Linked DNA regions of Mus musculus: all the other regions are linked to region 7. A link is a contact called in public HiChIP or PLAC-seq and promoter capture Hi-C data. All regions are on one chromosome and are shown on one strand. The core of a region is the stretch at or near the end of the contact, and the rest is flanking DNA. Distances in the headings are between cores, read along the strand shown. Region 1 overlaps Erc2 (ELKS/RAB6-interacting/CAST family member 2). Region 2 overlaps Erc2 (ELKS/RAB6-interacting/CAST family member 2). Region 3 overlaps Erc2 (ELKS/RAB6-interacting/CAST family member 2). Region 4 overlaps Erc2 (ELKS/RAB6-interacting/CAST family member 2). Region 5 overlaps Erc2 (ELKS/RAB6-interacting/CAST family member 2). Region 6 overlaps Erc2 (ELKS/RAB6-interacting/CAST family member 2). Region 7 holds the start of Cacna2d3 (calcium channel, voltage-dependent, alpha2/delta subunit 3).

Region 1 (2,848 bases), core at 314-2,813, 1.7 Mb before region 7:
GAATAGAAAGCATGGCAGGAAGCAGATAAGAACAGTGAGATTTCAGCTCGTCAGTTTTCTAAAGTGTTAGGGAAGCAGCCTCACCTAGTAGGCAGATTGTAAAGACAGACTAAAACCAGGCCTTATATGTGACAAAGGGTGGCAGTATCTTTGAGAGTTCGAGCATTCAGAGAGGTGGGTGCTCCAGAAAGTTTCAAAGAATGTGATGGTATTTACTCTGGATGGAAATATGTGAGTGATTTTACGGGATGGGGTAGTAGGTAAGTAGTCTGAGCGAAAGCAAGGAGGTGGGAATATTTAAGGCATGCTCAGAAGAAAAGGTGGGTCTGCCACTGGCATCCTATAGCAGGCAGAAAAAATGGCCAAAAAGGATCAGCCCAGACAGTGGATTCCTTGCATACTCAGTGGAGATATTATGAGCATTTTGAGTATAGGAAGCAACAGGAGTCTACTGATGGCTGTAAGCTCTGTGTCTTCCCCAAGATGGAGAGTGGGGGGAGGAAACTAAAGATGGAAGGATGAGGGATGGAGAAACCCAGCATGCATAGGAGGGAATGACAACAAAGGAGCCATAGTGATGAGGACATACTTTTGAAGAAAGGATTTATGTGTTTTTATTTATATGCATGAGAGTTTTACTTTTGTGTATGTCTGTGTACTTATGTGTGGGCCAGGTGTCCCTGAAAGCCAGAAGAAGGTATCAGATCCTATGGAACAGTTGCCATGTGGGTGCTGGGAATTGAACCCTGGGACCTCTGGAAGAGCAGCCAGTGCTTCTTGACTGCTGAACCACCTCTCCAGCCCTGACATATTTACTCCTTTTTAAAAGACAAGCAAACAAACAAAAAAACCAGCAAAGACTGCAGAATTTTGTTTCATACTTTCTGTGTTTCTGGAAGAACAAGTCATGTCTCAATAAGAACTGTGGTGTGGGAGACAGAAACCAGCCTGTAGTACTCATGTGTGCTGATAAAGGGGAGCTGACACACGCAGCTCTTCAGCAGTCTACAGTTGTTAGCCACAGAAATTAGGGACAACTTCACTCAGTACTTAGTTTATGCCCGGCACAGAGCTCTGCGTTCTACAAGACATACTTTATGCTTCCCTCAGAGCGACAGCAAGGTGAGAGATGATGGTCTTCATCTTGGTTTTGCAAGGAGGAAACTGAGGCTGGGGATTAGACGTAATGGTCTCACTCTTACACAGCTACCAAGTAAGGAGCAGCATCGAGCAGCATCGCACACAGCCTTTTTTGATCCTGGAGGCTGTACCTAACTGCTATATCCTACTCCACAGCAAGACTTTTTTGTTTTTGTATGAATTGGTTTGGCCCCGAGCACCCTGGGAACCTTAGGGACTACTCTAATGTGCTTCTTTTGGGGTGGAAATCTGTTTCTGTAACACAAAGGATGCTGAGCGTTGATGAAAGCGGCTCACAATGGGAGCCGAGGAGAAGCTGTTTGTGTTGGCACTTAGAGCAGCCTTCTTCAGGACTGCGGGTCTGATCCTCACCCTCTCTGGAGCAGGAATGTGAAATTCCTCTTTCTGAAGTGAGTGTGAATGGACCTGGCGAGTGGCCTCCGTGGAGGCAGCGTCTTTGTATAAGGCAGTCATCAGCCTTGGAGCTACTTCAAGATTCATGAAAGGCAGAGATGGGGGAAGACCTTGGGCCATCCATCCTCCTGCTTGCTTAAGATGGTTCCCGGCGGGGATTCTGGGGCAGCAGCCAAGTGAGAAGATGTATTTCTAGGAGGGGTTTTTCTGCTTCTTCCAGGAATCATTTTTGGGACAGTTCTACATGGCCCCACACAGTGTGATCAGAGAATCCCTGCAGCATAAAAACGATGAAAAAGAATCGAAGGCCTCTGGTGTGATGTATGATGATTGTCCTTTGGGGAAACAAAACAAAGTAAAAACAAAACAACTTTGTGGGGAAGCTAGCCCCGCCCCTCGGTAGCTCAGGGGCGGGAGGGGAGGGGGGAAGCTGCATCTGCCTTGATCTTGCCCGAGACAAGTGGGAGGGCTGGCAGTACAGAGTGAAGGGCCCACTCCCAGGGCAGGCCCTCGCGCTGTCTTTGTTTTAGGTCAGAGGGTAGTATCATGCCATCACAATGTATGCTCTTTTTTTCCTACAGAGCTCGGGCCTTTTGTTTTGTTTTGTTTTTAAACTTTTAAACTTTAAACTTTGAAGCTTTAATGACTTTGTCTGTTGCCTGATGGAAAGGGTCTGTGTTGGCTTCTCCCATCTGGGCTGCTGGGGAGAGTGGGAGGTCCCTGCTGTTGGTCGGTCTGCTGCTCTGCCTTCTCGTCTCCCACAGACCCTTGGCTCTCCTGCAGGCTTTGAAGATGGTTTGGGCCTAGCAGTAACTTGACTTTGGTCAGTTTCTTTAATGTTAGGTGATGCTGTTTTGTAGGCTGGTTTCAGGAGCCAGTATACCAAGTTTTGCAGTGTGTAAAAGCTCGGGAGGCTTCGTCACGACCTAATCTTCAAACATAATTAGACCCCATTTTCAGATGTAATTTTATAAAAAGATAGTTCTAAGTGCTCTATGTGAAGTTTTTAGTTTTTTTCATCACCATAACAACACCATAGGAAGGCTTGATTAGCGTGGATAAATGAATCAACTGAGGTTTACTAAGGTTATTGATAATCTATTCAAGGTCGCTCTGAATTTGAACCTAGGCTGTAGAAGAGGAAGAGGCACGAGCATCCAGACGTGCTAGATTGTTTCTGTGTGCCTTCATGGTAGTTTGTCCTGAATGTCAGCTTGGTTGCAACACCATGCACCTAAGAGGCTATTGAAACATGACCTGGAGTATCTGTGATCATGTTTCCAGAGAGGGAAAC
Region 2 (2,903 bases), core at 291-2,790, 1.7 Mb before region 7:
ACCTGCCTCTCTGCTCAGTTGTCCCCTTCCTCGCTGAGCACCAGTTGCACATAACTCAGCTCCAAATCCCAGTATTCCGCTGGCCTGATTGGTTTTTCCATAACACTTGGCACTTAATGAGTTTACTGGCACAAAACCGCACCATGTTTAGTCTCCAACAGATGTGGATTCAAGTTTCCCTTTTCCACCTGGCATTGGCAACTCTTGTCTGCGGAACAGATCACATCACCAAATGAGAGGCTCCTTAGCAGGATTAAGTCAGCAACCAGAGTACTCAACATGGGGAAGCCCTTTCAGAGTGCACTAAGTGCTCCTTGCCCACAGCTCCTCTTCCCTTCCCCTGTCCTCCCTGTAAAAAGGAGACTGGGGCAGAGTGGGGATTTCAGAGAGGGAGCTTAAGGCTCAGCATTTAGATTAAGATAAATGTGGAGAGCAGTTTTAACCTGTTTATCTGAATCTCCTTAAACTCATTCTTTCTTTCTGCCCTTTCCCCCTCTTCTGTTTTTCCTTTCTTTCTTCCTTCTTCCCATCTCCATTTTTGCTTGCTGTTCTTTATTTTTTTTCAAAGAAAATTACCATGAAAGTACATTTATAGGGCCAAACAGAGCTACACCTCCCCACCCCACCCCTGCCCCCAGTTGGAGGTCTGTAGCTTGGTTTTCTTGGTATTCCGCTATATCTCAGGCCTATGCTATGGAAGCAACTTCTCTTTTGGTGGGTACAGTTCTACATCTGCAACTGATTTTGCCTGCAGATGGGTTTGGACAGAAATAATTAGCCACTTGCCCCTTTTGGTGAGGGTGCAAGTGGCCCCTCTTGCCAGCAATTACTGAACCAAGTAAAAGAAGAAGCCTAGTGGGAGAGACTTGTGGAAAGTTAGACACCAGAGCAGGATTCTATAGTTTTAGAAAGTTACAGCTAACTTTTTTTTCTTACACACGAGTGTGTGTGCGCGCGCACACGCATACACACACACACACACGCGCACACATACACACACACACACACACACACACACACACACACACACACACACAAAGCAGATTCGGAAGTATGACCTGGAAGAGCTTGGCTCTCTTTCCAGGGTGTCACTGGCCTTTTCCTCCTCAATTTTATTCTAAAGGCTTATTTCAGTATGCTGTGTGTTTTGAATGCTGCCCTTTGGCATCACAGCTCACTCATGGTACACATTAAGCAAATGTCTAGAAACCCTGATCTATTCTCTGGAAAGAGACTTCCGTGCTTTAGCAGCACCAATGGCCCCCATTTCGTGCTTTTGCAGAATATGATGTAACAACTTGCCATGGGACACCTTTGGATCCGTATGGATTTGACTCATTTTCCTTCGGTGTGGCCTCTGATTAAGACAGCATCCAGTGGTATTAGGGGACTTGAGCGTCTGTTAGCGAATCAAGCTGCTGATTTCCATCCTCTACCATCTATCCCTGGGATTCAGAAACTGTACGTGGGGAAGCTGCCTTGGACAATAAAAGAGCAAAACACATTCTGGATCTTAATAGGAAACAAAAGTGTATAAACAAAAGCAGACTGCTTCTTTAAATATCCAATTGCACAACAGGACTGGTCTCCCAGGGAAGTGTAAGGAGCCTGTGTTTAATTGAGAAAAGAAGCTAGGTTTGTGTTTTCTTCAGTTGTCAGTCTAGCAGATGAGATTGGAGTCTTGACACTTCACAGAAGACAGACTCCTTTCCATTAGCCAAATGAATGCAGAGCCTGCATCATTATTGGACTTTGTAAATTCGGCCTGTGCTGTAATCAGACCTCTCAAATACAGCTGGTGACTGCTGGAAAGAGTGAGGGACATCAAGCTTGAAAGGAAGAAAGTAAAAGCAGTTCTTAACCGTTTCAGCTCGTTTGCCTGGACCCAGTTTAGACCTCAGGTCCTTGTAATGGGAATTTAAGATGCAGAGATATGAAACCGAGTTTCTTTTTCTTTTTCTTTTTTTTCTTTTTTTAAAAAATATTTTCTATTACATATTTTCCTCAATTACATTTCCAATGCTATCCCAAAAGTCCCCCATACCCCCCCCCACTTCCCTACCCACCCATTCCCATTTTTTTGGCCCTGGCGTTCCCCTGTACTGGGGCATATACAGTTTGCGTGTCCAATGGGCCTCTTTTTCCAGTGATGGCCGACTAGGCCATCTTTTGATACATATGCAGCTAGAGTCAAGAGTTCCGGGGTACTGGTTAGTTCATAATGTTGTTCCACCTATAGGGTTGCAGATCCCTTTAGCTCCTTGGCTACTTTCTCTAGCTCCTCCATTGGGAGCCCTGTGATCCATCCAATAGCTGACTGTGAGCATCCACTTCTGTGTTTGCTAGGCCTCGACATAGTCTCACAAGAGACAGCTACATCTGGGTCCTTTCAACAAAATCTTGCTAGTGTATGCAATGGTGTCAGCGTTTGGAAGCTGATTATGGGGTGGATCCCTGGATATGGTAGTCTCTAGATGGTCCATCCTTTCGTCTCAGCTCCAAACTTTGTCTCTGTAACTCCTTCCATGGGTGTTTTGTTCCCAATTCTAAGGAGGGGCATAGTGTCCACACTTCAGTCTTCATTCTTCTTGAGTTTCATGTGTTTAGCAAATTGTATCTTATATCTTGGGTATCCTAGGTTTTGGGCTAATATCCACTTCTCAGTGAGTACATATTGTGTGAGTTCCTTTGTGAATGTGCTACCTTCGAGTTTCTTTTCCATTTACACTGAAGCCTCTAGAATTTACCAGATCTGTGCGCTCTCTCTCTCTCTCTCTCTCTCTCTCTCTCTCTCCCTCTCTCTCTCTCTCAAGTGGGAATCTGTTACGTCTTCAATCTTTTTATTTCCAATGTGTTCCAAGCAGAGGTAGGCTGTATATAGAGTAATTATAAGTAACCAGTGA
Region 3 (3,139 bases), core at 235-2,734, 1.6 Mb before region 7:
AATAGCTCAGAAACAATACAGATACATGCCAAAGGGGGAAAACAACTTTTGATCTCGTTAGAACCAATTAAGCTTTCAGAGAGCATGAAAGAAAGTTGAGCGCAGGCCAGTGTTTGCTCTGGGTGGATTTTGTCAAGGAGCACAGTTAAAAATAATGAATGTTAAAGAGAGCCCCTGCCTGGCTTCCTACTTGGGGTAGGGGGAGTTAATGTCTTTTGGGTTGTGTCTAAGATGCCAGGGATTCCCGCCCCCTTGCAGCAGGACATCACCCACAGCATTGCCTCTTCCCCATGTGCCCAGAGGTGTTAGGAGGATCATTTTCTTTCACACTTTCCCAGAAAGGTCTCCCTCAATCCTGTCCCTGTTGTCACAGCACGTTTAGTGTACTGTGCGCTTTCTGTTAGTCTGTGGACTAGAAAGGTAATCTAATTAGGAGAGAAGGTAAGAAACCTGCCGGATCTTGGCAACCATGACAAACGTGGGCTTGGGTATTTCACCAGCGCCTCCCACTTATGCCTCGATAGCTGGAGAGGCCTTTGAACTTGACAGGCAGCTTAGACAGAATGCAAAGTATGTCTTTGACAGGACAACATTTCAGGTCTGTGAGCAGCTTTCAGAGATTCTGGTTGCCTTTATTCAGAGCGACTTGCTCAGTAAATGTTTAGAGGGTCCTAATTATGCTTTGAGCGATTAAAACGTTGTGGGTTCATGCTGTTTTGCTCAGGAGAACAGCTTACTGTGTATATCTAAAACGGGGGAAAAGTATTTGAAAGGGAGGAAAGAAAAGAAAAATGGGAGGTGGGTGTAGGGGTGAGTGCACTGCGCCTGCGCTGTGGAGCCCAGCCTCTTGGTGGAGCATATGAATTCACTTACATGTAAATTGCTTGTCGCTGGGAATTAAGGGGAGGCTCTGAAAGAGCTGCTTTGCCGTGTTTACTGTAGGATTTTTGACAGACTCTTTCCTCTTTCAAGTAAATTTGGCTTAAGTCCATAGTGAGTCCAGTTTTAAGTAAACTCCTCTTTTGTTACATTAACAAGGTTACAACATCACTGGGGCAGATTTCCAGCTGCAGGAACCAGGGCCTAAGTACTGGGCTGAGGGCATAATTAAAACCTTCGGGTGGGAGAGTTAAACTCTCAAGTCAAATTGGATAAAAGGCTAATTGTCCATAGCAACATAATACATGCTTTAAATATCTGTGAAATGAAGAGGAATGGGAGGAAGTTTGGGGAAAGAATTCTGCTCTGTGATTTGAGATATGATTTTTGTTATTGTTTGTTTATTTATTTATTTACTTACTTACTTCTTTTAGGTTAGGATGAAGGGCATTTCTACCCCAGGCCCACGCAGCACTGGGTTTTAGAAGCACAGAGCCATCATCTATGGCTCTGGTGGCGTTTCTTCTGTCTGTGCTTTGTCTTCTTCAGCACAGGGAGAGGTTAAAGCAGATGAACAGGGCCTGCAGCAGGCTTCAGTTAGCTCTGGCTTAGGACGCCAAACAGTTTGTGCTCACTTGCCTATCCTCCTCCAGAGGACAGGGGCTGGATATGGGTAGGGGTGGGGGGTCCTGAAGGGGGGAGGGAAGCATGCACATGGATGTGGTCACCTCGTGATACCACCCAGCCAAGCAAGGTGACACGTTACCACAACACCAAGAAAACCAGTGAGGTGTAATGGGGCAATGGCCGCTCTTGCCCAGCAGAGGCATCAGAGAGGCCCATTTGGTATTCATTAGGTATAGCTCTGCCAGGTGGGTGAAAAAGGAAGCCTAGAGATTCTGGTCATTCTGTCCCTCTGACAGTGGCATGGACAGTGGTGGAGAGAGCCTGAGCAGGCAAGCCTTCCAGACTTCAGTGTTTGAAGCCCTAGAAGAATGAAGTGTTGTAATGTAGCCTGGAGTTACCCCAGGGTATTAGAAAGGTCTGGGCTAGAGGGAGGAAGGAGGAGAGAAATCTTACAAGGACTGATTTTATGGGTTGGGAGCCCTTAGAGGTGAGCATGGGATACTGCTCTAGACGTCTCAAGGCCTCTGCAGGACAGACTATACCCAGGAGTCATCATCACAAGGGATGCCAAGTCTTTCCTCTTGGAATTAGACTAGCCATTTAGAGAAGAAGTTTGAAAGCTAGAGGCTGAAAATGATGAGTGAGTTGGGACAACACTCTGAGTCTCAGGGATGGGTACAACATAGCACAGTTTTCATGATACCCTGGCAGGCCTGATCTGTACAAGATCAAAGAGGCAGTGCTAGAACCAGGCAGGCATAGGGACTGGGCAAAGAGAGTAGGGAGTTTCACTCTCTGAAGACTTGCTGACACCAGGGACCCCTGTAAGAATCTTAGTCTGAGTTCTGGTCCTACATGCCAGGAAAACAGGATCCAAGTTGGCCTTAATGCAATGTGGTGCTCAGGATGGCCTCTCCCTGTGTGTCCCCTCAGCCACATGCTGGGGCAAAAGCCACTCGTCCAAGAATTGCATTTTGGATGTGGCAGTATCACAGAGTGCGTTTCAGTTCCTTCTCAGTTTGTGAGTGGTGTGCACCTTCTGCCTGATCTTGAAGGCTTCTTGGCAGGGCCACAGCTCCATCTCTGTTCCACCATGAGCAGTCTTGCACTTGTGTGATCGGCAGCAGAGACAAATATTTTTGCTCAGAGTCATTTAGATCACACATTTGCCTAGCTGCAGCTTATTATCACGAGTGTTTTAAGCACACTTAAGTATGTAGAGTTTATAAATTCATTTCTCCTGCCAGCACAGTAAATCTAAATTCCTTCTTACATGGACCAAAGACATGTACTCTATAAACCATGCGGTAGCTCAGAGCAGAAACGACACAAGAAGATAAAACTGAGGACATGGTGCTGAATAGGAACCAATTCTCCTTAATTCCACTAATAAGACTTTTGCTATCTTTAGATTTCTTTGTCTTTAAGTAGTGCATGTTCCCTGTTAGGAGTATTTTAGTTCTCCTGTGTATATGTGTATGTGTGTTTGTGTAATCATGTGTGTATGTGTGTACATGTATGTGTGCATGCATGCATGCAGGTGAGTATCAGGGAAAAGAGGCTGCTCCTCCTGTGCATTATTAATGGTTGATGCCAAGATGGGGGGCAACAGTTGCACTGTGTTTTTAAGTTA
Region 4 (2,940 bases), core at 115-2,614, 1.9 Mb before region 7:
ATGGGAGTATTCCCTAACTTTACAATGCACATGAGAGATCTATCATAAAAATTCTGAGCCAATTAGGACTTCTTGGCCTAATAAACATACGCATTTGGGCTGATGATGGCTCAGAGGCAGAGACATTTGCCACCAAGCCTGACTACCCGAGTTTGATCCTCAGGACCCACATGGTGAATATTGTGGATGAAAATTTGTTCTCTGCCTTGCACTCGTAACCTGTATCACTTAACCCTGCCATGGTGATTTGAATAAGAGCCCCACAGGTTCAGATGTTTGGATATGTGATTTAGGAAGCATGGCCTTACTGGACGAAGTATGCCACTGGGGACAGACTTTGAGGCTTCAGAGCCATGTGCTACTCTTAATCCACTCTGTTTCCTCCATCCTCGGGGTTAAGATGCAAGTTCTCAGCTTGCTAGTCCCATTGCCAAGCCTGCTTACTGCTACGCTTCCCCATTATGATGGGGATGGGTTTGTCTCCCTTTGGAACTGGAAGCCTAAATAAAACCTTTCTTCTGTATGGCCAAATAGTTTTCCATAGCTGCAGAAAAGTAACTAATGAACCTTATTTATTAATAAATTTTTTTAAAATCAGACTTTTTCCTTTCTTTGTTTTTTTCTATTAAGATTTTGTTTATTTAGTATAAGGATCTGTGTTTATTGATACATCAGGCCTATGTGATGAGTGCTTTAAAGACCTATAGCTGCTTGAAGGGCCTCACTTGAAAAGGAGCGTCTTTGTTCAGTCAGGGCAGTTGTTATAAGTTTCTATAAGTTTTCCATTGGAAATGCTCATCAGGTCTGTTCAGAGAGAGAACCTCCAACTCCCCAGCTGGCCTATGCCCCTGGGGCAGCCAGATGTCTGGGTAGGGTCCCCACTTAAGCCTTGTCAGTGTTAAGGGAAGCCCCTTAACACTGATAAGGCTGTTGCTGGAAAGTTGTTTCCTTCCTATAGCCCAGAGTGGTTCAGTATCATGACATTTGGGGCAGGAAAGTCTTTTGTAGAGGGGCTGTGTTTAGCAGCAAGCTGGGGTTAGGGATGGGGTGGGGATAGAGAAGGGCGTGGTGGCAGCATTTTACCTACTAGATTAAATAACACCCACATCCTTACCTTCAAATTATGAAGAAGACACTGTTGACAAATTGTGGCTTTAGACATTTCGAAGTACCCTGGAAGACAAGATCAGTTGTGAACTGATATATCCTCCCCATGGCTGGCCTAGGCCAGTGGAAAGTACATAGCTTGCCAGCCCAGTATTCTGGAAACTTCAAGGAAGGGCAAACCACAAACACCATACTGTAAGAGCAGGAGACTGAAGTAGGAAACAGATGTGCTGAGCGGAGGGGAGGGGGTTGGGGCTTTGAGCATGGAAAGTAACAGAAGGGAGGAAAGGGGAGAAGAGTGGGCAGGCTGGGAGCAGGAGGAAGAGAGGAGGCACTGGATTGAGATGCTGCCTCCAATCCCCACTCCTACATCTGTCCTTCCCTCCTCTCAGGAAATACAGGACTGTGTCCTGGAAAAGAAATCTAAGGGAGGGGGTGGAGGTGACATCCTATTCGGAAATAGCAAGTGGAAAAGTTTGGATTTAGTGAAAATGAAGGTCATTTGACTCTCAGGAGGTAGTCACGGGTCCAAGAAGGCACACAAACCTCAATTTCTGGTCACCAGACTCTCACCATTAATTGGCAGTTTTATTTTATATTAAAAGTTGTTGTCTTTGCTTTACTCAAATTGATCTTGGGTCTCCCTTCCTGCTTTTTAAGTGATGTTTCTCTACATGGACTGCCCCACCCCCAGTACCACCAAGCTTCAGAGTCTGTCTTTAGTGTAGTGGTTTTATCACGTGGAAATGTGCAGCAGACGTTCAGAATTACCTTTCCTTTCTCCGACATTATGACCACACATGCTTTGCTCTAAATACTATTAAGTATTTTTATTATTGCTATTAAAAAGTCTTGCCTTGGGCAGAGCCCCAGTACAGCTTAACTAAAGGTATGCATTGAAATAACAGCAAGTATGTAATCATGTTACATTAAAATCTGAACTCATGTATGGTTCAGATTTTTGGATGCATAGAAACTTATTTTTTTGACCCACTTGACCAGGTTCTCTGGTTTTAGAAAACATTTTTCTTTTCTCCCACTCTAAAACCATGTATGGTTTTATTCAGGGTCCCCCCACCCCACCCCCTTCCTGGAGAAACACACTAGTTTTCTCTAGGCTACAGATTTTTTCTGTTTTCTGCATGTATCTTTGAACTCTGCCTGGCCATATAATGAGGTTGGCAAGGAACTGATCTTCCAACATGAACTTGCTAGTGCATGATTTTAACAGCTACTAATAGAGCAGATTATTTTCTTGCAGAGAATCTCATAGGTTTGTGGAAGTGTTTCTGTATGCAAGTGTCCATTCTCTGTCTAGAGGTCATTTGTCAAGGGAATGCTTCAATATTTAACATAGCTCTGGGGTGTGGAAATGAGCTACCACTCAAAGTTCAGTTTGCTTTGGGTTCATTTTTGTCCGTTATTGCTATTTTCTTTTTAATATCTCTTGGGCAGCCTTAGAGATATTTCTCTAGATCAGTAATTCTCAGTCTTCCTAATGCCGTGACCCGTTAGTAGAGTTTCTCATGTTATGGTGACCTCCAACCATAAAATTATTTTCATTGCTACTTCATAACTGTAATTTTGCTAGTGTTATGAATTGTAACATTACTATTTTTGGAGAAGGAAGTTTGCCAAATGGGGTCACAGCTCAGATTCAGAATTGCTGCTCTAAAGAGTTCTGTGTCCACTCTCTGTAACTATGTTTTAAAAATTAAAGTGTGTGTGTGTGTGTGTGTGTGTGTGTATGTGTCTATGTCTGTCTGTTTCTGTGTGTACAGTGCCCATGAGGGTGGTTCTGAGGTGCCCAATGTAGGTGCTAGGAACAGAACC
Region 5 (2,792 bases), core at 168-2,667, 1.7 Mb before region 7:
CGTGTTTGGGATTACAGTGGTTGAAGTTCTGACAGACAATAAACTTAGGGGTAAAGATGCACTCTTTTACTGAATTTTCTCTGTCTTAGGGTTTTTATTGCTGTGAAGAGATACCATGGCCACAGCAACTCTTATGACAGAAAGCATTTACTTGAGGTTGGTGTTTAGTTTCAGAGGTTTTGTTCATTACCATTATGGCAGGAAACATGGTGTCATGCAGGCAGACATGGTGCCAGAGAAGTAGCTGAGAGTTCTACATCTTGATCTACAGGTAGCAGAAGGAAGACTGAGAGACACCAGCCAGACTTAAGCTTCTGAGACCTCAATGCCCATTCCCAGTCACCCACTTCTTTAACAAGATCATACTTCCTAATAGTGCCACTCACTGTGGGCCAAGCATTCAAACACAGGAGTCTGTGGAGGCCATTCCTACTCAACCACCACACTCCCTGTGTGTGGACCAGTAACTTCTACAGTTCTGAAGGTTCGTGTGTGTGTGTGTGTGTGTGTGTGTGTGTGTGTGTGTGTGTGAGAGAGAGAGAGAGAGAGAGAGAGAGAGAGAGAGAGATCCTCTTGATCTCAGGAAGCTGATATTGTGGTAGGTATTAATTAATTAACTAATTAATTAATTAACATTAGGTATTAATGCCTAACAACCCTTTAGGCAACTGCATGTGACATGCTATCGAAAGCATACTCTTTGGTAGTGTATATAGCAGAACTACTTGTGACTACTTTAAGCCATAAAAATCTATAAGAAAAATATCTCAAACCACAATAATTAGTTTTAGAAACAAGATTATTTATAATTAAGAACTGTGTCAAACTAGGAGGCCAAAAGGAGGAGGCACACCTCGTCAGGGCTCATAACTAGAGGTAAATGAGCAGTCAAGTGTCACCTCCATTGATGGATGCCCTCACACCCTTCTCTGTCACATTGCCAACTCAGGAGGGATTCAGACTTTTAGGACTGCCTTGAATTATGTTCACATGTGCCTCTTTGACAGGATGTACCCAAGACCCTTCCTCTAAAAAGCTCCAACCTCCACCCTTGAGTTTTGAATTCATTTATATGTCATATCCTTTAGAAATTTTTTTTGCTGCTACTGCAGTCTGGGAGAGATTTTGAACTCATAAAGAAGATAACTTCATCTCTTTGCAAAATTCTTACCACATGTTAACCTGCCTTCTATCAAAATATACTGGGCTCTTGATGAATAAGAACTTGGGAAAGGAGAAATTTCTCTGAGATCTACTTCTGTCTTTAGAATAGTGTCATCTATGAGAAGAGTCATTTGCCCCAGTGAAATGTTAAACCCACTCACTGTTCTGGGTATGGTACGTTCTGTGTAGGCTGCAGGAGGGAACCATCCATGAATAATAATGCTCAGAGGAGGAGATGACTGTTGCTCTTCCCACACCTACCACCTCCAGCCTTGGCTCTGTTCACTGCAGTGAGATGTGCACCTAAAGTAGGGCCTAGTATATGCAAGCTTGTTCTGCATCTCAAGGCAGGAATCCAGCTGGCAAACCAGGGGTTGGATCTGGAACCACACTAGTGGTCTTGGGTTTAAGGCAGTATAATCTCAACTCCCATTCCTGCTTTGCAGTGAGCATTTGAATTTTTGTTTGCCACAGCTGGGAGATGGTGAGATGCATCTGTACCTGTAGCATCCAATCCAGGGATGCTCATTAGTGTATGTTAGGCAGATCATACCTGCAATAATACTTACACAGAGAAAGCTGTTCACAGGAGTCATTCCCTTTATATGTGGCCTACCTAGTCATCTTGACTATCTATTCCCCCTGCCTATAGATAATGTTTCCTTAAATGCATTTTACACAGGTTAACAGAATACCTCTGGGCTCTGAATACCTCAGCCAATATGTGTAGCATTTTCCCATGCATCCTCTGTAGGACTTTCAAGGCTTACAATGATAATTATGATGTTGATGTATATGTGTGCCTTTGAGTATTGGCAATGATGCTGGCAACTTGACCCAATATAGTTATAGCTGACAATGGAGTCTCAGTTGAGGCTCTGCATTAGAGTGGGCTGTGGCCATGTCTATGGAGGATTGCCTTTTATTTTAATCCTCTTTACAGTCTAGGTCCTTTATTTCTTTTTGTACATTAAGCTAGGACTCCACAGGGAAAGGGATCCAGCAGCTCAGGCTCCTTTGGTAAACCTCACAAAGTGGTTCTCTGGATGGAGCAGGCTGGCACTTTACCTGAACCCAGGTGTCCTTCTCTCTGGTTTCCCTTTTCTTCTGATCATTCTCCTTTACCTACTTCAAGAAGCACACATAGAGTGCTTAATGTGCTCAGTTCACACACTGAATTCTTTGGCAAGAATCCTGCCCCTAACTTGTTTACAGTGAGGCTCATTGCATGATGGGTGATGCTGTGTATGCTTCCTGTTTTGTGGTGGACTCTTCCTGTTTTGCTGTGGCATTCATTATGGGCAATCCTTTATGAACATTCCCCATTCCCTTGATAGCTACACTATCACCCTTGTTGTGGACTCACATGTATGGGACCAAAGTATCACCACCAGTTTTCCTAAAAAGCATGGAGGAAACATGGTGGTGCCTCCTCCCTTCCCTTTGTGTTGTGCATTTTGGTGAGTTTCTAGATGAGTTCTTGTTTTGTTTTGTCTTGTTTTGTTTTTTCAGACAGGGTTTCTCTGTATAGCTCTGGCTGTTCTAGAACTCACTTTGTAGACCAGGCTGGCCTCGAACTCAGAAATCCGCCTGCCTCTGCCTCCCGAGTGCTGGGATTAAAGGCATGC
Region 6 (2,951 bases), core at 229-2,728, 1.8 Mb before region 7:
AAACAGACATTAACATACTCATCTGTCAGACAGAGACATGAGCATCAGAGTTCCCACTGTCGTTCCAGGATCTGGAGGACAAGGGGTGAGGGCTTTCAGTTTACCTTTTGGAGGTAAAGGTATCTGAAAGATTAAATGATTTGGGGGCGCTCTCCCACCAGAGTAGCTAGTATCTTTGCTGACAGCCTCTGAGGATATTGCTCCAGTTCATTAGGTCATGTTTGCAGGTGTCCAGTGTGCAGAGCGGCAACCTGCTGGTGGGAATGGAAAACTGAGACTATTTCATCTTCCTTCCCATCATTACGGTGGGAAAGGACTATGTTAACAGCCCTCCTGGTTTTCTCATAATGTATGAAACTGGCTAAAGGCATGCCTTCCCAGCTTGCTCTTGAACTTACATTATGTAGATGGTTATCTTAAAAGTCCAGAATCATCTTAATAATATCAACTATATTGCTTAGCATGACAGTCTCCTTAGAGACTGAAATGTAACTGATAGTCTATCAGCGATTTTGAACCTTTCACAAGAACTGTGTGCATGTATATGTGCCTCTGTGTGTGTGTGTGAATACTTGTGTTTGTATGTGTGTGGATGTGTGTTATTTTTCTCAGTGTTTGTTACTCTCTGAGAATATACTATTGCCCAGGACTATTTAATTAAACATGACTTTAAAAAGTTTGAATTCTCCTTTAAAGTAGTGACAGAAATTGTTTAACATGATTTCTTGGTTATATGCTGCCTTTGGAATGGCAAGAAAGCAGAGTCAAGAAAATCCAGCCACTCTGTTAAATCTTTATTTATTTTCTAAGGAGTGGGAGAGCATTTTTATCCAAGCGATGAGAACCTCCTGGAGTTGATTGACTTAAATTAGCTTGATTGCTTTTTATCAATCACAGCTGTGCTGTTTAGCATAAAAATGCAAAACATCTAAAAAGCATTTGCCTTGCAGCGTGCTAGAAAGATGTTTTTAGTTAGTTTTAAGATGTTTCAAATTTTTATTCTGCACAGATTCTCTAAGAATGTATCCAGAACATATCTAGTTACAGAGAATTAGTACAGATATTGTAAACTTGGAGAAAATGAATTAAAGAAAATATGCTGTTTTATGAATTACATATTTAGAATTTGGACTTTTTTTTGCTTTTAAATGTCTCTTATACGTTAAACAGTTCAGCAATATTTGTTGCAGTGACCAAGCCATGCAATTGCTGCTAAACATTAAGAAACAGTCCTTGGGATTTTTCACATAATACACCATTTGGTCTTCCTTGAGGAGCTGTTGACATGGTTCAATGGAAACTGTTATAACGTCAGGTGAAGCCCACTTTGTCCTGAAATCCCATGAATGAAGTTCAACTCATCCTTTGCCTGGCTTCTTGGTTTCCTCCCTGGCTTCAGTGGTGTGCTGATGAGTTAAGGGTCACTATGCTGATGCTGTGAGAGTGGCCAGCTCTGCACAGTGGTCCAGGTGCTGCCACCGTTTATCACGTCCTCTCACATGGCAGATGTTGTCTTAAGCAAGTCAGAAGGAGGTGGTTTCTCAGAGCTGAGAGGGAGGAAAAAAAAGTCAGATGTTTCACTGGCTGCTTGTCTTTTTGTTTTGCCCAAGTGGTTCTTCTAGCTTCCTGCATAGAATCCCTTGCTGGTCCTAGCACTCAGTGCGGGACATGAGTTCACAGAGAGAGCTGTACAGGTCACCAGCTACAGCGCATGCCTAAAAACAACCCCAGGTGTCCTGGTCAGGTACTCTACAAGGCACGAGTGTAAGAATAGAATGTGCCCACCTTTACTCAGCTAAGGGAGCTCCCAGGTCTGGAATAGGAACACCAGAGCTATAATCTTTGAGTTAGAGAGGACGTGGCGTGCAGGGAAGTGTTTAGAAGTACTAGTAAAACAGGCAGGAGTCACCAGAGGGATAAGTGGAAACCCTTTGAAAGCTTGTGTCTTGGGCTCCAGAGATGTGGGATTAAAACATTTCAAGGCTTCTCTCCATTAGTTTATCATGTAGATAAGTCTGTGATGGATGTCTGTATTGCTTTTAGCGCAATATAATAAAATCTCCAAGTATGTGATGTATAACTGTATTCTTGAAAATTAAAAAAATACCCATTTTACTCTTGCTATAAACCATTTCCAAAAATAATTCTCCTACTATGAAAATATATATTACAATTATACTATTACTATTTAAGTCAATCATAGCTTTAACCTTATGACAGAATTTAGAAAAATGTTTTCAAGTTCTCTTCCAAAAAAATATCAGTTCAGTTGTATATACATTACTTTTGACATAATTATTTCAGTAATTTACCTAAAATTTAGAGGTTTTGTTTTTGAAGTTAGCTTAATGCTATTGGAACTGTGTCCGTGTAGTTTTAGACCCCCTCGCTGAAATTTAATTTAATTGATTAGCCGAACCCCTGCTTCTCCTGCTTTCTCCATTGTCCACTACCACACCCAGCTACTTGCCTTTTTTTTTTTTTTCCTTAACCTCATTACATGGCATGCTCAACCTGGCTGTGTTTCTCTTCGGGAATTTTGGACGGCTTCCTCTGATGTAGTAGAGGGTCCTGAACATCTGTCTGGACTACGGGATTCCAGGGCTACTTGTATGGCGTGTTCTATAGACTTCTAAATTGCTGTTTTAAAAACTAAGTTCCATCCAGTAGCTGACTGTGAGCATCTACTTCTGTGTTTGCCAGGCTCCAGCATAGCCTCACAAGAGACAGCTATATCAGGGTCCTTTCAGCAAAATCTTGCTGGTGTATGCAATGGTGTCAGCATTTGGAGGCTGATTATGGGATGGATCCCCGGGTATGGCAGCATATGTATCAGAAGATGGCCTAGTCGACCATCATTGGGAAGAGAGGCCCCTTGGTCTTGCAAACTTTATATGCCTCAGTACAGGGGAACGCCAGGGCCAAGAAGTGGGAGTGGGTGGGTAGGGGAG
Region 7 (3,201 bases), core at 247-2,746:
CACCCCAGCCCTGGGTCTAGATGATTGGGGAATAATGGGATTGTAGGACTGCAGGGATGACAAACAAAGCTGCTGGTATCTCGCCAATACACTGAACCCTATGACTCCCGAGCAAGGTGGAGGCTCCGAAAACAGACGCTGCCCGCCGGATTCTGCCCCTTGGAAGAAGTTAGCATCTTTTGGCCAGGGAAGCATCTGCTCTCGCACTGAGACAGCAATACCAACAACTGCGAGAAGAGCCATGCAAACACACTGTTTCCGAGCCCCAGCCAGGACAGTGCGAGTGAGTATCCTGCTTTTCTTTGTGTTTGGAATCAAGTGTCATCTAAAAATAACCGGTTGGTAGGGAGAAGTCACTGCACAGTACAATGCCAAGAACGGGAGATCAGAGACTACTCTGATAACTGATGCAGCTCTGGGCTCACGTTTGTTTGGAAAAACTAAATCTGCCTCCATTTTCTGTGCTAGAAAAATCATCGCTGTCTGTCACCACAGAAACCTTACCTTTTGCAGAAGCTGGGAGCCCGAGTACTTGGCAGCGATGGATTTTATCTCCCCACCAAAAGCGGAGGCCCACAGCTTCACTCTATGGGGAGAAAAGAGCAGAGGGAAGAAATGTAATACCAGTGTCACCGTCACACACGCGCACACACCGGGCTGTGGCTGAAAGAGCAGGGCGATAGAACATTAAAGGAAAAAGGAAAGAAAGATTAAAAAAAAAAAAAAAAAAAAAAACTCTCTCTTACAAACTACCCGCACCAAGATGTAGAGCGCAGCGCGGGATGGGGTCCGGGGTCACCGGAGTTCAGAAGGTGTAAAGCCTGGCTCTCTAAGAAGACCACGGGCTTTCATAGAAACAATTGCCTGGTTACTTAAACACCTAAAATGAGCATCACCTGGCAAATACTACTCTGAAGAAATCCACCCATCCCCACCCCCACCCCACTTCCCGGAAAAGTAGGATGGCAAGGTAGCAGAAAAGGGGACCATTAAACAGCCCGTGGAAGTTGCAGTCTGTAAACAGGCTCTAAACTTGGCGCTGTCACTTGAGGTGAACCTCTCCAGGTCTTACTCCCCAGCCCCAGGGAAAGGGCGAGAAGGTTCCACCCTAGTCTCCCGCCACTGGGTGCTGATGCTGAGAGGCAGGTGCAAGAGGCGAGGCCCGCACCCGCCGTGGGTCCTGCCCAGCCGCACCTGCAGGCGCCCAAACTTGGGCGCCCCGGGTCTCTCTCGGGCGCTAGCCGCCCCTCCCGGGGAGTCCCAACACCAGGCACTTACACGGAGAGCGGGATCTGCTGCTCGGAGCGCACCACGTCCCCCAGAGCGGCGTAGAGAAGCGCGGTGGCTAGGAGCGCCGAGGCCCCCCGGGACGCGCAGCACAGCGAGCCCGGCCCGGCCATCCTGGCGGCGGCGGCGGCGGCGGCGACTGGAGCGGCCGCGGAGAGCTGCGCCGGGCGGGCGGTGGGCGAGCGCGCTGGGCTGCCTGCTCCGCCGCGCGCCGCCCCTCCTGCCTCTCGCGCGCCCGGCTCACTTGGGGAGCAGGGGGGGGGGGGAAGCAGCGGGGTACGGGGGGAGGGGAGGGGAGGGCGGAGAGGAGGCGGGAGGGAGCACTGGGGAGTAGGCAGGCGCGGGAGGAGGGAGCGAGACGCGCCTCTTGCCGCGGCAGCTGCCCAGCCCCGCCTCGGCGGCCCCGGGGAGTCCGGCGAGCCGCGGCGGGAGGGCGGGAGGCGCCTCGCGGGCGGAGACTCGCAAACTCAAGTGTCCTTGGCCGCCACGGCTCGTGCCTCGCCCGGTCCGGCCCACTGCGGCCGCTGAGTTCTTTACAACTCCGCAGTCCGCCGCCACGGGCGCGACTCTCGGGTGGCCCCGGGCGGTCCCCAGGCCCTGGCGACCGGAGCGGAATGGGGGTGGGCGGCTCGGGAGCGAGGCCGAGGACCCCGATGCTCCACACTTTGCCAGTAGTTGATCTGGTCAGGAGCCCCGGGGACTGGTCAGGGGCGTTGTGGTGGGGGGCTGCGGAGCCTAGAGGTGGTGCGACCCCCTCCCGATTCCCCTCACGGTTCCTTGGGAAGAGGCAGAAGTCTGGAAGAAGCCAGCGGGCGGCGGCAGCGGCAGTGGACCGGCTCGTATAGCGGCAGAACGGGCTGGGGATGGGACAAGGGGGTCGGGTTCTAGGGAGTGCACCGCGGCGTGGCCGCCCATCGCTGCTCCACCGCCGCGGCGACTGGAGGAAAGCGCGGAGGGTGGCGCTGCAGTCGCGGCGCGGGCACCCGGCGGCCGCACAGCTACCGCTGGCGTTCCGGACCACGGGCCGGGGTGCTTTCAAGCCTACTGAAGCTCGGGGTCCGGGGTCCGCACTGCTACACGGTGCACCCAGGGACCAGGATGCCCGGGCGGGAAAGGAAGCAAACGCAGCGGAAAGTCCAACCTGACCGGCAGACACCCTTAATTCTGCGGGGGGAGGAGGGGGGTTCAGATTGCTCCGAGCACGGAGGTTCCGCACACCAGCCCCCGCCCGGGAAGAGGCAGCTGAGCGCGGGCGAGGCTTCTGAATACCCACAGGGAAAGCCCCAGGATGTCTCTTTTGCCGCGGCCCCACCCTTAGAAAAACCTTGTCCCCCATCCTCGTTCAAGCTCTAGGGTGTGACTAGGAACTTTGTGGAGCCCTCGCGCGGGCTGACGGTAAAGACCCGAGTGAGGCTGAGTCATCCTCGCCTGGCGGAGCAAACTCGGGCGACCTGGGGCAGCCGTGCGCTCCTGACCTCGCCTAGTCTCCGAACGCGCCCCCGCCGCCTCGGTTCTCCTTATGTGCATGTATTTCCGCCTCTGGGATTTACAGGGGTTCTCCCCCCCCCCCACACCCACACCCTACCTAGTTCTTTGCACTCAATTGCAGAGAACTGAGTAAGGGTAGGGGTAGTATCCGGCTAGGATCCAGCATGGCTCTCCCTCACAGCAGTCTCCGGAAAAGTTATCTTGGTGGTGAACGGTTTGGATTACTGAGTCGAATGTGAGGGGCTCGTTGCCAGGCTTTTTTCTGAGTACTGGTAGACCCCAGCCTCCGTGGGCTTAAGGCCAGTCACACACCTACCTAGGGAAGCAGCACCAGGAACCCGGCCCACCAGTGCCAAGTGCACCCCACCCACGGGCAGTGTCTCCATGGATGACTAACTAGTTATAATGAATTCTCTGCTTCTGAAC

The links. Promoter capture Hi-C pulls out the DNA fragments that hold promoters and counts their contacts. HiChIP or PLAC-seq counts read pairs in DNA pulled down with a chosen protein or histone mark.
Region 1: a contact with region 7 is called in an H3K4me3 HiChIP or PLAC-seq map of forebrain, with 8 times the contacts expected there. The contact joins the enhancer-like site here to the promoter of Cacna2d3 in region 7. A contact is called at or near these places in 4 of 39 promoter capture datasets (frontonasal cranial neural crest, hippocampal neurons, pre-B cells and 1 more) and 4 of 115 datasets of contacts at active chromatin or transcription factors (embryonic forebrain, embryonic hindbrain, forebrain and 1 more).
Region 2: a contact with region 7 is called in a promoter capture Hi-C map of hippocampal neurons, with 6 times the contacts expected there. The contact joins the enhancer-like site here to the promoter of Cacna2d3 in region 7. A contact is called at or near these places in 6 of 39 promoter capture datasets (the C10 cell line, cranial neural crest, hippocampal neurons and 3 more) and 2 of 115 datasets of contacts at active chromatin or transcription factors (astrocytes and neural tube).
Region 3: an H3K4me3 HiChIP or PLAC-seq map of forebrain shows a contact between it and region 7, with 7 times the contacts expected there. The contact joins the enhancer-like site here to the promoter of Cacna2d3 in region 7. A contact is called at or near these places in 5 of 39 promoter capture datasets (hippocampal neurons, liver, maxillary cranial neural crest and 2 more) and 2 of 115 datasets of contacts at active chromatin or transcription factors (embryonic forebrain and forebrain).
Region 4: a contact with region 7 is called in an H3K4me3 HiChIP or PLAC-seq map of embryonic hindbrain, with 16 times the contacts expected there. The contact joins the enhancer-like site here to the promoter of Cacna2d3 in region 7. A contact is called at or near these places in 8 of 39 promoter capture datasets (3T3-L1-derived adipocytes, the C10 cell line, cranial neural crest and 5 more) and 3 of 115 datasets of contacts at active chromatin or transcription factors (astrocytes, embryonic forebrain and embryonic hindbrain).
Region 5: a contact with region 7 is called in a promoter capture Hi-C map of hippocampal neurons, with 8 times the contacts expected there. The contact joins the enhancer-like site here to the promoter of Cacna2d3 in region 7. A contact is called at or near these places in 6 of 39 promoter capture datasets (cranial neural crest, frontonasal cranial neural crest, hippocampal neurons and 3 more) and 3 of 115 datasets of contacts at active chromatin or transcription factors (embryonic forebrain, embryonic stem cells and neural tube).
Region 6: a promoter capture Hi-C map of liver shows a contact between it and region 7, with 5 times the contacts expected there. The contact joins the enhancer-like site here to the promoter of Cacna2d3 in region 7. A contact is called at or near these places in 7 of 39 promoter capture datasets (the C10 cell line, cranial neural crest, hippocampal neurons and 3 more) and 2 of 115 datasets of contacts at active chromatin or transcription factors (embryonic forebrain and stem cell-derived neural progenitor cells).

Annotation. Positions count from the first base shown.
Region 1 is chr14:28,056,393-28,059,240 of GRCm38.p6, forward strand. All of the region lies in intron 14 of Erc2 (ELKS/RAB6-interacting/CAST family member 2), which reads left to right. Among named protein-coding and RNA genes, the nearest start is that of Gm34996, 180 kb to the left of the region's middle. Within about 2 kb of position 1,564, at least 57 of the 459 cell types and tissues checked have an H3K27ac peak or open chromatin away from gene starts, as enhancers often do. A contact at or near this core is called in forebrain and stem cell-derived neural progenitor cells, where this site is marked.
Region 2 is chr14:27,997,036-27,999,938 of GRCm38.p6, forward strand. All of the region lies in intron 8 of Erc2 (ELKS/RAB6-interacting/CAST family member 2), which reads left to right. Among named protein-coding and RNA genes, the nearest start is that of Gm34996, 120 kb to the left of the region's middle. Within about 2 kb of position 1,541, at least 6 of the 459 cell types and tissues checked have an H3K27ac peak or open chromatin away from gene starts, as enhancers often do.
Region 3 is chr14:28,164,272-28,167,410 of GRCm38.p6, forward strand. The region is part of intron 16 of Erc2 (ELKS/RAB6-interacting/CAST family member 2); the gene reads left to right. Among named protein-coding and RNA genes, the nearest start is that of Gm52097, 220 kb to the right of the region's middle. Within about 2 kb of position 1,485, at least 51 of the 459 cell types and tissues checked have an H3K27ac peak or open chromatin away from gene starts, as enhancers often do. A contact at or near this core is called in forebrain and second pharyngeal arch cranial neural crest, where this site is marked.
Region 4 is chr14:27,787,882-27,790,821 of GRCm38.p6, forward strand. All of the region lies in intron 4 of Erc2 (ELKS/RAB6-interacting/CAST family member 2), which reads left to right. Among named protein-coding and RNA genes, the nearest start is that of Gm45645, 52 kb to the right of the region's middle. Within about 2 kb of position 1,365, at least 25 of the 459 cell types and tissues checked have an H3K27ac peak or open chromatin away from gene starts, as enhancers often do.
Region 5 is chr14:27,974,469-27,977,260 of GRCm38.p6, forward strand. The region is part of intron 8 of Erc2 (ELKS/RAB6-interacting/CAST family member 2); the gene reads left to right. Among named protein-coding and RNA genes, the nearest start is that of Gm34996, 99 kb to the left of the region's middle. Within about 2 kb of position 1,418, at least 12 of the 459 cell types and tissues checked have an H3K27ac peak or open chromatin away from gene starts, as enhancers often do. A contact at or near this core is called in hippocampal neurons, where this site is marked.
Region 6 is chr14:27,937,198-27,940,148 of GRCm38.p6, forward strand. The region is part of intron 7 of Erc2 (ELKS/RAB6-interacting/CAST family member 2); the gene reads left to right. Among named protein-coding and RNA genes, the nearest start is that of Gm34996, 62 kb to the left of the region's middle. Within about 2 kb of position 1,479, at least 9 of the 459 cell types and tissues checked have an H3K27ac peak or open chromatin away from gene starts, as enhancers often do.
Region 7 is chr14:29,720,368-29,723,568 of GRCm38.p6, forward strand. Cacna2d3 (calcium channel, voltage-dependent, alpha2/delta subunit 3) reads right to left here and starts at 1,497. Exons shown (of 38, transcript NM_009785.1): 1 at 1,279-1,497; 2 at 505-586. The coding sequence starts at 1,400.